Linked DNA regions of Mus musculus: regions 1, 2, 3 and 5 are each linked to region 4. Evidence: chromatin contacts called from public Hi-C and HiChIP or PLAC-seq data. All regions are on one chromosome and are shown on one strand. Each heading gives the region's core, a stretch centred on a gene start, on an enhancer-like site or on the middle of the called end of the contact. The rest is flanking DNA. Distances are from core to core; before and after follow the strand shown.

Evidence for each region. A called contact is a pair of places that touch in the nucleus more often than the background predicts. HiChIP or PLAC-seq counts read pairs in DNA pulled down with a chosen protein or histone mark.
Region 1: a Hi-C map of forebrain shows a contact between it and region 4, with 8 times the contacts expected there. The contact joins the enhancer-like site here to the promoter of Acvr2a in region 4. A contact is called at or near these places in 7 of 39 promoter capture datasets (the 3T3-L1 cell line, the C10 cell line, the HPC-7 cell line and 3 more), 5 of 484 Hi-C or Micro-C datasets (CD4 T cells, the N1E-115 cell line, embryonic fibroblasts and 2 more), 4 of 115 datasets of contacts at active chromatin or transcription factors (the NIH/3T3 cell line, embryonic stem cells and large pre-B cells) and 2 of 9 other capture datasets (embryonic stem cells and liver).
Region 2: a contact with region 4 is called in a Hi-C map of epidermal suprabasal cells, with 3 times the contacts expected there. The contact joins the enhancer-like site here to the promoter of Acvr2a in region 4. A contact is called at or near these places in 5 of 39 promoter capture datasets (the 3T3-L1 cell line, 3T3-L1-derived adipocytes, cranial neural crest and 2 more), 3 of 484 Hi-C or Micro-C datasets (epidermal suprabasal cells, myocytes and pancreatic cancer cells) and 5 of 115 datasets of contacts at active chromatin or transcription factors (embryonic hindbrain, embryonic limb bud, embryonic stem cells and 2 more).
Region 3: a contact with region 4 is called in an H3K4me3 HiChIP or PLAC-seq map of forebrain, with 8 times the contacts expected there. The contact joins the enhancer-like site here to the promoter of Acvr2a in region 4. A contact is called at or near these places in 9 of 39 promoter capture datasets (the 3T3-L1 cell line, 3T3-L1-derived adipocytes, cranial neural crest and 5 more), 1 of 15 datasets of contacts at CTCF or cohesin (large pre-B cells), 9 of 484 Hi-C or Micro-C datasets (the C2C12 cell line, Sertoli cells, Th1 cells and 5 more), 17 of 115 datasets of contacts at active chromatin or transcription factors (VIP interneurons, astrocytes, craniofacial prominence and 10 more) and 1 of 9 other capture datasets (adipose tissue).
Region 5: an H3K4me3 HiChIP or PLAC-seq map of neural tube shows a contact between it and region 4, with 5 times the contacts expected there. The contact joins the enhancer-like site here to the promoter of Acvr2a in region 4. A contact is called at or near these places in 7 of 39 promoter capture datasets (the 3T3-L1 cell line, 3T3-L1-derived adipocytes, hippocampal neurons and 2 more), 1 of 15 datasets of contacts at CTCF or cohesin (large pre-B cells), 15 of 484 Hi-C or Micro-C datasets (CD4 T cells, DN3 thymocytes, the G1E-ER4 cell line and 10 more), 21 of 115 datasets of contacts at active chromatin or transcription factors (CD8 T cells, T-cell acute lymphoblastic leukemia, astrocytes and 15 more) and 3 of 9 other capture datasets (adipose tissue, liver and macrophages).

What each region holds. Positions count from the first base shown.
Region 1 is chr2:49,311,988-49,314,687 of GRCm38.p6, forward strand. Mbd5 (methyl-CpG binding domain protein 5) reads left to right here. Exons shown (of 17, transcript NM_029924.2): 16 at 1,663-1,738. Among named protein-coding and RNA genes, the nearest start is that of Gm25215, 85 kb to the right of the region's middle. Within about 2 kb of position 1,289, at least 94 of the 459 cell types and tissues checked have an H3K27ac peak or open chromatin away from gene starts, as enhancers often do. A contact at or near this core is called in the HPC-7 cell line and forebrain, where this site is marked.
Region 2 is chr2:48,497,182-48,499,881 of GRCm38.p6, forward strand. Gm39809 (a long non-coding RNA gene) reads right to left here. Exons shown (of 4, transcript XR_866192.1): 2 at 1,897-1,986; 3 at 1,261-1,434. Among named protein-coding and RNA genes, the nearest start is that of Gm39809, 41 kb to the right of the region's middle. Within about 2 kb of position 1,335, at least 47 of the 459 cell types and tissues checked have an H3K27ac peak or open chromatin away from gene starts, as enhancers often do. A contact at or near this core is called in epidermal suprabasal cells and pancreatic cancer cells, where this site is marked.
Region 3 is chr2:48,423,526-48,426,225 of GRCm38.p6, forward strand. The region is part of intron 1 of Gm13481 (predicted gene 13481); the gene reads right to left. Among named protein-coding and RNA genes, the nearest start is that of Gm13481, 32 kb to the right of the region's middle. Within about 2 kb of position 1,311, at least 40 of the 459 cell types and tissues checked have an H3K27ac peak or open chromatin away from gene starts, as enhancers often do. A contact at or near this core is called in cortical neurons, embryonic forebrain, forebrain and 1 more, where this site is marked.
Region 4 is chr2:48,812,822-48,815,521 of GRCm38.p6, forward strand. It overlaps Acvr2a (activin receptor IIA), which reads left to right and starts at 1,288. Exons shown (of 11, transcript NM_007396.4): 1 at 1,288-2,005. The coding sequence starts at 1,951.
Region 5 is chr2:48,317,299-48,319,998 of GRCm38.p6, forward strand. The region is part of intron 1 of Gm13481 (predicted gene 13481); the gene reads right to left. Among named protein-coding and RNA genes, the nearest start is that of Gm25338, 66 kb to the right of the region's middle. Within about 2 kb of position 1,318, at least 32 of the 459 cell types and tissues checked have an H3K27ac peak or open chromatin away from gene starts, as enhancers often do. A contact at or near this core is called in craniofacial prominence, embryonic limb bud, muscle stem cells and 1 more, where this site is marked.

The sequences.
Region 1 (2,700 bases), core at 39-2,538, 500 kb after region 4:
GTGATGCATGCCTTCCATCCTAGCATTGTGAGTTAGTTCCAGGTCGACATTGGCAAGACCCTATCTCAAAATAGTAGTAGTGATGATGGTGGTGGTGGTGGTGGTGATGGTGATGATGATACAGGAGCAGGAACAGATGAATTGTGTATCATGACAGCTTTTTATATGTATAAGTACATAAAGCGATTCTGTCCATGGTGTATCATATAAAACATGAGCTAGGGAGACATAGGGGAGTGAGTGTGACTGAGAATAGTGACCACGTAGAAATACTAGATTTATCTTTTTGATTAAAAGAATACTTAATAAGAACATGTCATTTATTAACAACCCATTCTGGAGAGTGGGTATGTTGGGATTACTTTGTTCCCTGAACTTCTCTGCATTTGCAGGGTGGGGAAGATCATTAAGAGCATGCTGGAGGGAATTGTTGGTAGTGTCCTTACAACTGGTTTAAGTTAGTAGGTTGATCTATCCTTCCAATAGAACTGACTTAACTGCACAGTTGTTTTAATAAGATATAGGACCATTTATGTTCACTGTGGACAAATCCACTTAGCAAATATGTGGAGCCTTCATGGTGTGCCTAAAAGTGTAATACTCAAAGATGAACAACTAAGTGTCTGTAAAGCACAGGGAAAACAAAATAGAGGAGTTATCAGGTCGTTTTCTATAGTGGATAAAGCCTTGGGAACACTGTGGTAAGTGGAGAGACTTCACCTGAAGGCATTACACTGAAGTTAACGTGCGTTTTCTCCCACGGCTGCAAATTTCCAACCTCCATGTAGACACCGAGATAGATAGATAGGACTTAACTCTTGGGAAGCCATGGTAACAGATAGCTCACTATAGGAGTTTCCTGACTTCAGGGCTTTCCTGTCAGTTGTCCTGATGGGATGAATGCTAGCAGATTGCCTGCATATTTAGAAGATTGTGGCGTAAGATTTACATATGTACATGAGAAATAAGGTAGGGTAGGCAAAGAATGTATAGCCACAGAGAACTGCCTGACTGTCCTAACCGGCACAACAGCTTCATCGATATCGTTTTTTTAAAAATGGCACATATGGGATGTTACTCATGGAATGCTGATCGGAAAGCAATAGTCAGAAGCTTCTGAGACAGTCCTTGTGTGTCTGTTGAAAGGATCACGTCATTTCGGTTTAAAGGGAACTGTGGCGAAACCAGCCTCCGAGCCTCAGGTGTAACGAGGTAATAAGCTGTTCTTAGCCACGCACCAAAATGTAGCTTTCGTTTTGCTCAATTGTGCTTAGCTGAGATGATCCAGAAAGGGTGGAGGGAGCTCCCTAGTGGCCAGAACTTGCAGTTCAGCCTCGGTGTCCTGGCCACGGCCTGTTTCCTGGTAGGAAGCACAGCTTTGGAGACCACAGAGCTCCTGACCCAGTCCTCTTCATGAAATGCAGAAGAAACACACAGTGGAGGGGACTTCCTGTGCTAACCTTAGCGGCCGTGTTACTTTAATGGTTAGCGTTCAGTGCTGGGAACCCCAGGACGATGCTCTATCGCCTGAACTTCCCAGATGTGAATCTAGATTGACTTTCTCTGGTAGAATTGATATTTTTGTCTTCTGATTAGGGAATTAAATTGAGGCTTTTGTTTCTTTAATTTGTTAATTTGGTATGTTGTTTTCATTGCTTCCAGAAGTGGGAAACTAAATAACCATTTAGAAGCTGCTATTCACGAGGCCATGAGCGAACTGGACAAAATGTCTGGGACTGTAAGTCAATTTATTTTTTTCCATTATTCTAGTTTCTTTGAAAATAAATTGCATTAACACTTTTTTTTTGTTAAAAAAATCTCTTGAACATTGTAAAGCAACTCTCATAGCAATACTAAACTGCCAGGCAAGCAAAAGACTGGCGGCAGAAAAGAATTTAAGGGAAGGGAGCCTGTATTAGCTATGGATTTTTTTTTTCTGAGATAAGTAACTTTTGTTTTCTTAAAAAGGTTCATTAAGTGGCAGCAGCAGTATGGTGAGGTCCCAACCCCAACTTTCTGAGTTTGACTGTGAGTTGCAGTGACCATCACTATAGCCAAAATATTCAGCAATGCAACCTCACTCCATACATTAAAAAAAAAAAAAGTAGGATTAAAAAGATTGGTCAATTTAGAGAGTATATTAACTTCTTATTTTCCTTCTGCTACCTTAAAATTGAGATGATTTGTGCATATTTCTGTTACTAGTAACTGTAAATCTCATGATTAAGGAAGAGATGTGCTTTCTCTTCACACTTTGTTTGACCTATGCATCCATTAGTTTGAGATGAGAGGTATAAAGCTCTCTCTCCATCACATACAGACTCAAACACATAAATATAATGTTAGTAATCTCTTTAAAATAAGCATTATTTCAGGCTGCATAGCAATGACAAGCCATTTACTTAGGCCATCTGAAACTTACAACCCATCCATTGGCTGCTTCATGATGGGTAACAGTTAGGGAGCCTCAAGATGTTGCCATTGGCACAGGTCATAGACATGTGTTAATCTAACCTATGATTGGATTTTGCCAGGAAACCTAAGTTTCCTGGTAAACTTGTAGCCATCAACTACAGTATCCTCTAGAACCAGGCATGTGTGTGTGTGTGTGTGTGTGTGTGTGTGTGTGTGTGTAGTCTGTCAGTAAAGAGGATCAGGAATGAGAGCAACAATTCTAGAATTGAGAGTTGCCAACAAAAA
Region 2 (2,700 bases), core at 85-2,584, 320 kb before region 4:
AGCCTACTTTCACTATAGAATGCTCAGTTCTAAAAAACACCTTAACACACATCCTTTCTTCATTCCTTTCCATTTAAAAATTCAAATTGAGAGTACTTGCCAAAGAACTATGTAAAGTGAAAGACTTCCAAAGACAAAAAGTACATAGGATCCTATCAAAGCATAGAATGTTCTGATGCTGTGTGGTTTAAGAGGCTGAGGTGAGGACCTACTCCATGAATGCTTCCCAGGCCAGAACCACAAAGAGAAGACACCTTCTTCTTCATGACTGTCCTCCCAAAGCAAGGTGCGGCTCAAGCTATGTTAGTACTCACCTTCTCAAATAACTTCCTTACCCAAGTGGCTTTTCTGTCAAGAATCGACTGTCCAAATCAATAACAAAAAGCTCTAGAGTGGATCAGAATGGAATCCCACTTAATGGTTACTCAATAGACTAATTTACAGAAAAACATTTGCTACAATCCTACCTCACTTTGTTTTCTGCATCCTATCTTGTAGCAGCAAGTGTGGCAGGTGTATTTATGATCAAGCAGTATACTGGAGCATGGGATTCCAGGATGGCCAAGAACCTGAGGCATTACAGGTCTTGTTATTCTACCCTCAGGATATTAATGCTTTTCCATTGTCTCTACTGAGAAGACAGAATATATTAGAGTGTGTTTGGTGTGCTTGCCTGAAATGCCAGCCCTTCTCCTTTTGGGTAAAATGACTTAGTAGATTTTATGGATTGTCCACAACCCACTTTGGAAATGACTGCAACTTTGGACCCCTATGAATTCTCCCCTCCAGCAAGGTGATGTTGGCAAGGAAGCATGATGGGAAGCCAAGAACAGATTAGATAGGAACCATTAATGAAACTGGGAATAAAAGGAGGATGGGTGGTACCCAGAGGTAATTCCTAGAAGAGAAAAACCAGCCTATCCAGTCTAAGAGCCTGGTAGGGGATGAAGAATTAAGTTGCAGGCAGAACTGGAAAGCTGGGGAGTAGATAAGCACCAAAGCAGGCAGCTGCAAGTGGAGATGACTCAGGGAGGGTAGCTTCGGGGTCCAGGACCAGCAGGGCAGATAAAGCCTTACTGTAGCTTAAGTAGAAGTTTCTGGTTGTGTCATGTGATGCAGACTCACATGGTGCCTTACTGAGGTAAGACCAGTGAGAGGACCCATGATGTTTGGAGAGAGTATAAATAGGACTCCATGGACAGTGAAAGGGTGCTTGTATAGCTAGCCGCAACATTTCATTGGTCTTGCTTCTTCACTGACCTTCGCTTTGTTGAGAGAGGCAAGGCAGAGAACTTCTGGCATTCAGGCTGATTCTGGTCACTCCCTGCTGACTCATTCTGACTCAGCAGAGGCCTGGATGTTTCTTCTGGACTGTGACAGTGCCGCTCATTCTTGATCGGTATTATGACACTACTGAACTGGACTGATGGTTTCCTGACAATGGAGATTGGAATCACTGCCCAAGAACTACTTCTAAACAAGTCCACATCCCCTTGTCCTATTCACCATCTTTTCTTCCCTACCTTTGGACATTGGGCAAGAAGGAGAGAGGGGGTCAAAACATTAGACAACCCTTATTAAAGTAGGTTTTGAAAAATCTAAGCCTACATGTAGCTATGACACTGAGTGGCAGGGCATTGGGTTGGGGCTTGTGAGTGCCTTAAGTTGTAAACACTGTAAGTTGGGGAGCACTTGCCCACATTGGATCCAGCCTTCTCTGTTATGTGAAGGAAGGGAGCATGTTTGTTCTTGTCTGTGATTCTGTCCCTTAAACACAGAGAGACATACCTTGTAAGTGAAGATCATTGTACACTGCATAAATTTCCAAATGTGAGCACTCCTTTCTGACTAGATTACCCTAAAAGACGCTCAAGTAGCTCCACTTTATCTTTTTACCTGAATTCAGATAGAACAGTCTCCTCTTGGCCAGGGCATCCCAAAACTGGCAACTGCAGATGCAGGCAGAGCTTCTACCCGTGTTCATCCCTGAGACAAGCACACGGAAGAATTAGCTCAGGCTTGGAAGCACTCAGAACAATTCTGGCCTTATCCGTTCTCCACATGCAGCATCCTTCCCAAGAGGACAGGCCCACACAATGTTCCCACAGACGAACTCTGGGCTAACAGGGTCTTATAACTTCAGTTTGCAGATATTAATTTAGAATAATGTGAGCATGGGAACTCATGATGAACTCTTATCTCTCCCACACCCTTCCTTAGTCCCTACCCTTCACCCAGACCCAGCCTTGCTGCTACGACCCAGCTCAGGGCTCCCTTCCAAATAGATTCCTTTCAATAGCAGAAGTATCATTTCCCACAGGGAGCTTCGCCTGAGTAACGCTCACAGCACTATCAGTCGTTCTAGCCTGTCCACCACGACCTGATGCTTTTTGTGTGTAATGTTTCATGGTTGAAATTTAAGTGATTCATCATGAAGACAGTTATTTAGCAACTGCATTTTCTACAGGAGGAACTTTCCATGTCTTACTCATCATTATATGACCATCTAACGTCTTGCTTAGTTTATTGTGTTACTTACATTTTTATTGAATTCTATGGAAGCTTTTTTTTTATTTCCAAGAGTTTAACATCAAACTTATTCTATACTTTATAATGTTGTGGTGGCTTAAACAAGCTTGGTTCATGGGAAATGGCACAGTTAGGAGGGTGTGGCCTAGTTGGAGAAAGTGGGTCACTGTG
Region 3 (2,700 bases), core at 61-2,560, 390 kb before region 4:
GACACACAGGGGTGAAAGCTCTTTATAGGCATGGACTCGACTTCTCCAAGTGCAATGAATTGTTCAGGTGCTGTCTTCAGCAACGGGGGCCTTGAATGTGTTTGTTTTTGTAACATTTGGACATGGGACTATTTTCTCCTTTCTTCTAAAAATTATGTGAAGTGAGAAAACTCAAATTAATTTAGAGAGCCAATAGGCTGAATTTACCGTTAAAGCTCTAACAGCAGGGCGAGCCTGGTTTCTTTGTCTGCAAAGACAAACACGCCTGCTTTGTCTTTCATCGAATTGGAAACATTTGCTTTGATAACTGGCCCTGTTGAGTTGCCTGTTTTCACCAAACACCTCTGTCATGTTTATAACTGGCTTTGCCCATAGCCTGCCAGCATGAAACAGCAGCCGCTGGACCTTAGGAAACAGAATGAGAAGCGGCCCTATTCAAAAACGAATAAAGCACCAGCCTTTGCAAACGAGGCTACAGCCCCAAACCACAAGATTATCTTCAGGCATATGATTGGGAAGGACTAATTAGAAGAGAGGATGTCATTTTATTTTCTAACCAGCCTTCTCTGATCTGAAGCCATGACGCCTCCTCACTTGTTACCTAGCAACCCTTCTTTGGATATGTAAGATTACTCTATTCCTGCATTGTTATTCAATTTATTTGCAATTTTAAGTGTCTGAATTTTCTGTAGGATTATCTCAGCCTGGTGTGTTGGCCTTAGACTCTAAAATACCAGGAGCAAGCTAGTAAGTAGATAGCAAAGCGCTTCCGTAGCCATTGCCTCCTCTAGGCTGATACTAAACAAACGCTGAGGATTCATCTTGGTCTGGGTGATTAAACCAGAACCCTCCCCCTCCGCAGCCCCAGCCAACCACCCTCTGCCCAACCCAGAAATTGCTTTTATCTTGATGATGGAAAGAATATATGCAAGACTGGTTTCTTTTAACTCAGTGGAAAAATGACTATCAATTTAAACATTAACTGGTGTCCAATCTAATCATGAAGTTAAAAACAGAACTCGTTTCTGCACAGAGCAGAATTTCTCAGAAAATCCTCCGGCTAAACTTTAAGGTTTCACCTAAACCCTAGCAATATGTAAATAAGTAATCAGCTACATTTGGAAGCGTACCTTTTAATCAGGTCGTTCCGATGCATAATCACCTCCAAATCAAACCGCCATTAGAGGCCATTAACTCCTGAAGGTAGGAAACCCAGTTGGCAGCCAGAATTCTATCAGAGACACTGGTGCTGCCTCAGCTCTTCCTTTTGTAGACCCGACCGTGGGGTTGCACTTAGCTTTTGGCTCTCTCGGGTTTAGGGAGCTTTGACTGATTGATTGGCTGATTGATGGCTGAGGATGTTGGTGATGGTGGCGATGGGGTATTTTGTTGTTGTCCTTGTTGCCATGGTTTTGCTCTTTTATTTTCTCCTTAAGAAAAGAACTGTAGTTCTCTCCTTATACCAGATAAGAATTGGGAAGTTTAACAAGCAAGGAGCACACAGCCCTTAAGTTATTTTTAAAAAGGTCTGCTGTTAGTTTTTTCTTGTAATTCTCTGCCTAGTAGGTCCCTTAAGAATTGCTTCTAACACTAAAAGTATAAAAGTCCAGATGACCAACTCCCAGAACATTCAAATGGACTACTGTATCTGAAACACAATGTAATATGCCCTCTGATGAAATAACCAGCTCAAAGCCATTTAACTAGATCCTTCTAACAGCCCCCGGTTAAGGAATCCACATCCCCGTTTGTGGCAAGACCCAAATAATCCCCAAATCTCTCTACCATTCTTTGGGGAGTTTATCCAGAAGAGGAATTTGAAAGCATTTGTTGTCTATCTCCCACTGTGCTGATTGGGGGAGGGGAGGTTATAAGGGCAACAGGTGAACCTAAGTCCTAGGATACTGAAACAGTGGGATGTGTGACCTGCCAAATTTAGATAACTCAATTACAACAGCCTCCATTCCCCCACCCCAAGTTTTAAAAAAAAAGAAAGCTGAGAGCTGGGGAAAGGGGAGGGTGGGCAGAGGTGACAGCAACTGCGGATTTTCTTCCCCGGGTCATTAGCCCTGTTTATATTTCTATAGCATAACTGTGTTACAAGCTAGCATGGTTATTTTTACCTCTGCCTCATCGCTCAGTGCAGAGGGCAGAGGTGAATGGCTATGAATTCACACAGCTGCTAGCTGCAAGAAGGCATTTGGAAAATAGTTCAGTAACGCTGGCCTTTATTTCCCTGGAAGAATTACTCCCCCTCATCCCCCTCCCCCCCCCAAAAAAAAAAAACCAAGCCTGCACCCAGCCTCCTGCAAAGCCTTCCCAGGTTTCAAGCAATTTCTAGTTCTTGTGCCAGCCGCCGAAGGTATGCAAAGATTTTTCTCAGCAGGAAGTCACTCATAGACATCGCATGAATATTTAAACAATGGGAAGCCAGCAAAAAGATTCTTTCACGCTGCAGGACGATAGTGACTTCTGAAATTATCACAATTATCATTCCATTATTGCAAAACAAATGACCTGATTTATTATGCTCTGCCTCGCTCATCTCTGGATCTCTTCCTGATATATTACACAACCGGTTACTTAGCCATTCTACACAAACAGCATTTGTATCGACTACTTCATTAATATTTTGATTATTATAAATCTCAGGAACTCAATCCACATCCTAGGCTAGAGTCAGCTCTCCCCCACAGCAGC
Region 4 (2,700 bases), core at 38-2,537:
CATAATACCATCAATTCTGAGCAGGGCTTGAGAACTGGAAATCTTGGAGAGAGTTTAAAGAGCCACAATGATTATTAACCCTGACAAGTAGTAGAAATAGGCAGATAATTATAGGATGTACTTAATAGACAGAAATATAGAGCAGTTTATAGGAAGAGAAAAAGAAAACAAATACAAGTGAGTTTGTGGAAAAATGTGGGGATCAGTGTACACTAAAACATTAATTACCCATCCCACAGTTGCTTCCTTTTTTTCTTGAAAATGTCTCCAAACACAGAGGTTACTACTGTATTAAGAAAAAAGGGCAAACTTCTAGGTATTTACCTATCTACTGAGGAAGCATTCCTGTCAAAACCTTCAGAATGCTGGAATAAAGTGGAAAACAAGATCTCCCCCTTTATTATACCAAATTGTGCTAAATGGCAGACGAACTGACTCTAGCAATCATCCTTTGCACGCTATAGCCAACTTCGAATATCCCAAATAGCCGAGCTTCTGGAGGTAGGGCTCACATTTTTACATTCTGTATGTTTCGGTGCTTAACTGAACACCCGATCAACAGTTCAACATGGCTTACGGGGTAAAAACAGGTCTTACAAGAGGCTAAGAATTGATAACACCACCGTCTCTGACGGTCCAATACACTGAAATCTGCGATTTTCACTTCAAGCCTAATACAGACTTTCACGCCAACTAGGAGCAAACCTGTTTGCAACACAATGCTTTGTGTATACAAGGTGTGGTGGATAGGATCCGAACCTCACATCGAGCTATCTGGCGAGGGTGTCCTGACCTGGCGGACAGCCCTTCCTGCCTTTATTTTTTAGCCCAAAGACAAACGTGGGGAGGCCTCGGCGGCGGGGGCGCGGCCGGCTCGCGAGCACCGAGCTCGCTCGGGCAGCAGCGGGTGCGGCTCCCGCCCACTCGGAGCAAGTCGGCGCGGCCTCGGCGTCCCCCAGAGGAAAGGCTGGGCGCCGCAGTCGGCCTTAGCATCGCCCATCCCGCTCGGGCGCCGCGGCTCTCGCGCCCGGGCGGGCACCGCACTGGGCACACCGGGCGTCTCGGGGCCGCGGCGGGCACCCGCAGGGCCCGCCGTCCCGTCTGCTCGGTCTCGGTTCCCGCAGCCTCGCGAGCGCGCTCCGGATCCGGCCCCGCCCCTCCGGCTCGCCCCGCCTCCCGGACAATCTCCTCGCGCTCGCCGCCCGGCACGCGCGCTGCGCCCGGCCGCCGCTCCCGCCGCCGCCGCCACCGCCGCCGCGGAGCGTTTCTCCGCCGCGCCTGGCTTCCAGCTTCAGGACGGAACCGGAAGTGTAGGGGGCGGGGCCGGCGGAGGCCAGGAGACCGAAAACGCGGCCGAGCCGGGAGCCGGGAGCCGGAGCCACAGCCTGGACCAGAACTTGGCCGCCGCCTGCGCCACCGTCTCTCCCGTCGCCGTCTCCCGCGGCCGCCTCGCACCGCCACCGCCGCGAGCTCGGCTACTGTGGTCCGCGGACTTTGGGTGTCCGGGTTGAAGGTCGGTCCGGACGTCGGAGCAGCTCGGCTCCCGGACCGTCCGGGCGGCTGCGGGCGCCGCCGCCGCCGCCTCGTCGCCTCAGCCAGGCGTTTTGTTCGCTGAGACGCGAGAGGCGAGCGGAGCTGACAGTGATTTTGACAGTGATTCCAACCCGCTTTTGTTGTTGTTGGCTTTTCGTTGTTTGGTTTGGTGTGTTGTGCGTGTATGTGGCGGTTTTTCCCCCGTGGTACATTTTTTTAAATTGTTGTGCCTTTTTTTTAAATCCTTTTTTTTTCAACCCTGTGAACGTTTTTTGCTTCCCCCTCCCCCCCGCCTCGGGGCTTCCGAATATGTTTTATGACGGTTGATTTTACACCAGGAGGTTTGTCTCCGAGGAAGACCCAGGGAACTGGATATCTAGCGAGAACTTCCTACGGCTTCTCCGGCGCCTCGGGAAAATGGGAGCTGCTGCAAAGTTGGCGTTCGCCGTCTTTCTTATCTCTTGCTCTTCAGGTAGGTGGAGGAGCCGGCGCGGCGGGGCTGTGGCCGGGTGCCGGGTGCCGTCTGCTGGGCAGTTCTCGGGCCGAGGCTTTTCCCGCGCCTAAACCCGCAGCCCCGATCATCTCGAAATCTCCATGAATTCCACTTGTTTTGGGTTGGTGTGGCGAACTGATAGGTTGAGTGCTGTGTTGTTGTGCAAGTGAGAAAGTCATGGTTTGTGGCCATAACACTCGATGACAGCGCTGGTTGGGTTGCTGTTCAAGCCGCAAATACCACAAGTGAAAATTTATGTAAAGGTTTGAGACCCAGAAGGAGGTATTCCAAAATGTCATTTAGCCTAAGCTGTTCCAAAACAAGGACCGGTTTTGGTCGTCATCTAATTAGTGCTTCACCGGTGAATATCGAGACATAGATCAAGTGAGCTGGTGTTTAATTTTGACTGTGAGAAACAATGCATCCTATCAGCGATTTAATCTAGGTCTCCTCTCACGTCTTCTCCAACTACATTGTCCAGTAGTGTTAAAAATAGTTTTAGTTGCCGGAGTATTAACCCTAACCCAGTGCAGAAGAGGTATGCTGCTGTGTGTTGGTGGTGTGTGCTGGCTTTCACCCACCATTTGGGTGCTCTTTTCAGGCGTAGATTCTGCTTACCTACGGAATACTTATTTTAAACGCTTTGCACCGACACGTTGTTTTCAGTTAAGAAC
Region 5 (2,700 bases), core at 68-2,567, 500 kb before region 4:
TACTTACACTCATCCCCACAATTTTAGATCTCATATAAATAAAATCATGAACATACACAAGGAACAAATGCCAATTCTTTCTCTTCCCTGTGTGTTTCTCATATTACTGAGGCTGAAGCAGAGTTCAAAAATATTCCTTCCTTATGAGGTCAGTGAATTCTGATCAGCCAGTTGTCTCTATAAATGCTTTCTCTTACACAAGTAGTTAATTCTGTAAGACAGCAAAAAACAGCTTTCAATCCATCATTCAGAGGGTAGGCGAAAGTCTTCCTTGGTGCTTTGAGAGATATAGAAGTCAAAGATTTTTTAACTGGGAAAAAAAAGCCTTTCTAATGTAAAATGACCATATTTGGGTCATTTCAGCATCAAGACACAGCAAACAACTGAAATTCCTGCTGCTAATAGTGGAGATAGTTTCAAGCAGCTCAGGCATACAGAAGGATCGATTTTTAGGGCAAATTATACTCGCTATGACCACAGACTGGGACCTCATGCATCCAGTTGATGGCTTCATTTACGTGGACACCAAGACCCCACCCCCAACCCCTGGATCAGCACTCTGACTTACACAGGGAAGAAAAAACGCTCCCAAGGCCCACTTGAAATTCTGATTAATAGGTTGCTCAGGTACCGAGCCAAGATTTGCAAACAGGCTGCTGCTGGCGGTGCTTTGTCCAGAACGGTGGCTCATGAGGGATGAATGGGGCACCCAGCGATAGAGCTAGGAACATCACTCAGGCAGCAACTTGCAATTCAGTCTCCAGTTTGTCTGTCTGCCCTCCATTTGGCACCACAGCCAGCAAGCACTCCAGCTGGGTAGCAGAACTCCAGCCAGCCCTCCTCACCTGAGCTGCCAAGTTTGGCAGTTGCCCGATATTTGCTACCCAGGCTCCCCTGTGAAGTAAAAGGAGAAGATACGCCATGCTTCTTAATGGTGGGGAAGCTGGAAGAGGGACGGGGCTGGTTGCCTTGTACCATCATCTTACATAAGAAGGTCAGTTAGTAAGGATAAAAAGAGAAACACTGTTTGCATGAGAAGATGATCTAGCAAGAATGAAGGATGTTCTGACTGGGATTTTTTTTTTTTTTTTGGCCATTTCTTCCCTCTGAAAAGCAAGCAAGGGCTTTAGCAATAGACAGCAACCAGCAACCGTAGCAGTGAAAAGCAGGGATACTCTGGCCTCCCACTTGCAGATCCAGCTGCTGCCTGACACTGCAGCACAAAGAACCTGGTTGAAAGGCAAAACGGTTTCAGGTTTTCCTGCTGTGGTCATTAGACATGTGAGCTGCTCTCAGAGGGTGTGTTGGGCCTGGGAAGCCAGGCACCTGTTGTCGGCAGAAACACAATACACTTATTGATTTGAGAGGGCTGCACAGAGTAACTAGAGAGGACACACAAAAAAATCCAAAGTAATAAATGGACCCATTACCCAATGACGTTGCAAAGGGGGCCTCAAAAGGAGAGCCATAGATCCAGCTTACTTATCTAAGGCAGTACAAAGCAGAAAGGATTGTTTATGGAGGTTGGAGGAAGGGCAGAGAGAGAGGAGCGAGAAAGGAAGTGCTGGTTAATAGAAATGGTGCTGTACTTCAGGCCATCTGAAAGAGCCCTTCTGATTTATCTTCTCCTGAAGCTGCAGCCGCAGCGATTGAAGTGACTATAATAGCCCAGGAGAAATGTTGGTGCTATTAGATGGGTGATTGATGGAAACGCTGCCAAAACAGCTAGGGAATTTGTCAATGTGTTTTTTTGAAGTTTGTAAATGATGACACTGGCAAAGTGTAAACAAACTCCGCTCAGCAGACACGTTGTGCGGGCCCCAAAACTGACACTCGTTTGCTGGATTGTTCCAATTAAGTATCATCAACTGGAGTGAGGCGCTCCCTTCTCTCAGGCCAGGGCAGCTGAGGCCTATGCAACATATACTCTTTGGTAAAGAAAGGTATCCAAGAAAGGGTGTTTTGTTTTGTTTTGTTTTTGTGTGTTTGTTTGTTTGTTTGTTTTTTAACTGATCCAAAGGAATGAGCTACCCAGTTGTTGCAGGGCACCTAGCAAAAGAAAGGCACTCGTTCTAGAGAGCTTTAGCATCTGAAGATTCAGAACCCCGTAGCACTGTGACCACTGTGTGAGTCACAAGACTTTTGTAAGGTCAAGGTGACAATTGCTGCCACTCTTGTTAGCTTGTTAACTGAAAATCTGATTTTTCTGTCAGATTCTCTTCCCAAAAATACTTCTTGGAGAAAGTTTCTATGTCCACAAATCATTTCTGATTGTCACTGGGTGACGACCAGCTGTTCATTGCGTTGAGCTTCTCTTCAATGTTGCTTTCTCCCACAGATTGTCTGGGTGAATTGTGATCCAGGCAGTGTGCCCATGTGAAGGTCCAGAAATGAAGAAGATCCAGAGAAGCTCTGGACTCTTCCAACTGATAATCACTCAACAGATACTGACATTACATAAATGGAAAAAAAAAAACTATTTCTTGTCTGTCTTAGCTACTAATGCTGTGATCAGACTCCATGACCAAAAGCAAGTTGGAGAAGAAAGAGTTTATTGGGCTTTAAAATAAATAAATAAATAAATAAATAAATAGAAAAGGCCACACTGTAGTCAATCTCTGAAGGAAGCCAGCACAGAAACTCAAACAGGGTGAGAACCTGGAGGCAGGAAGTGATATAGATGCTATGGAGGGTGTCGAT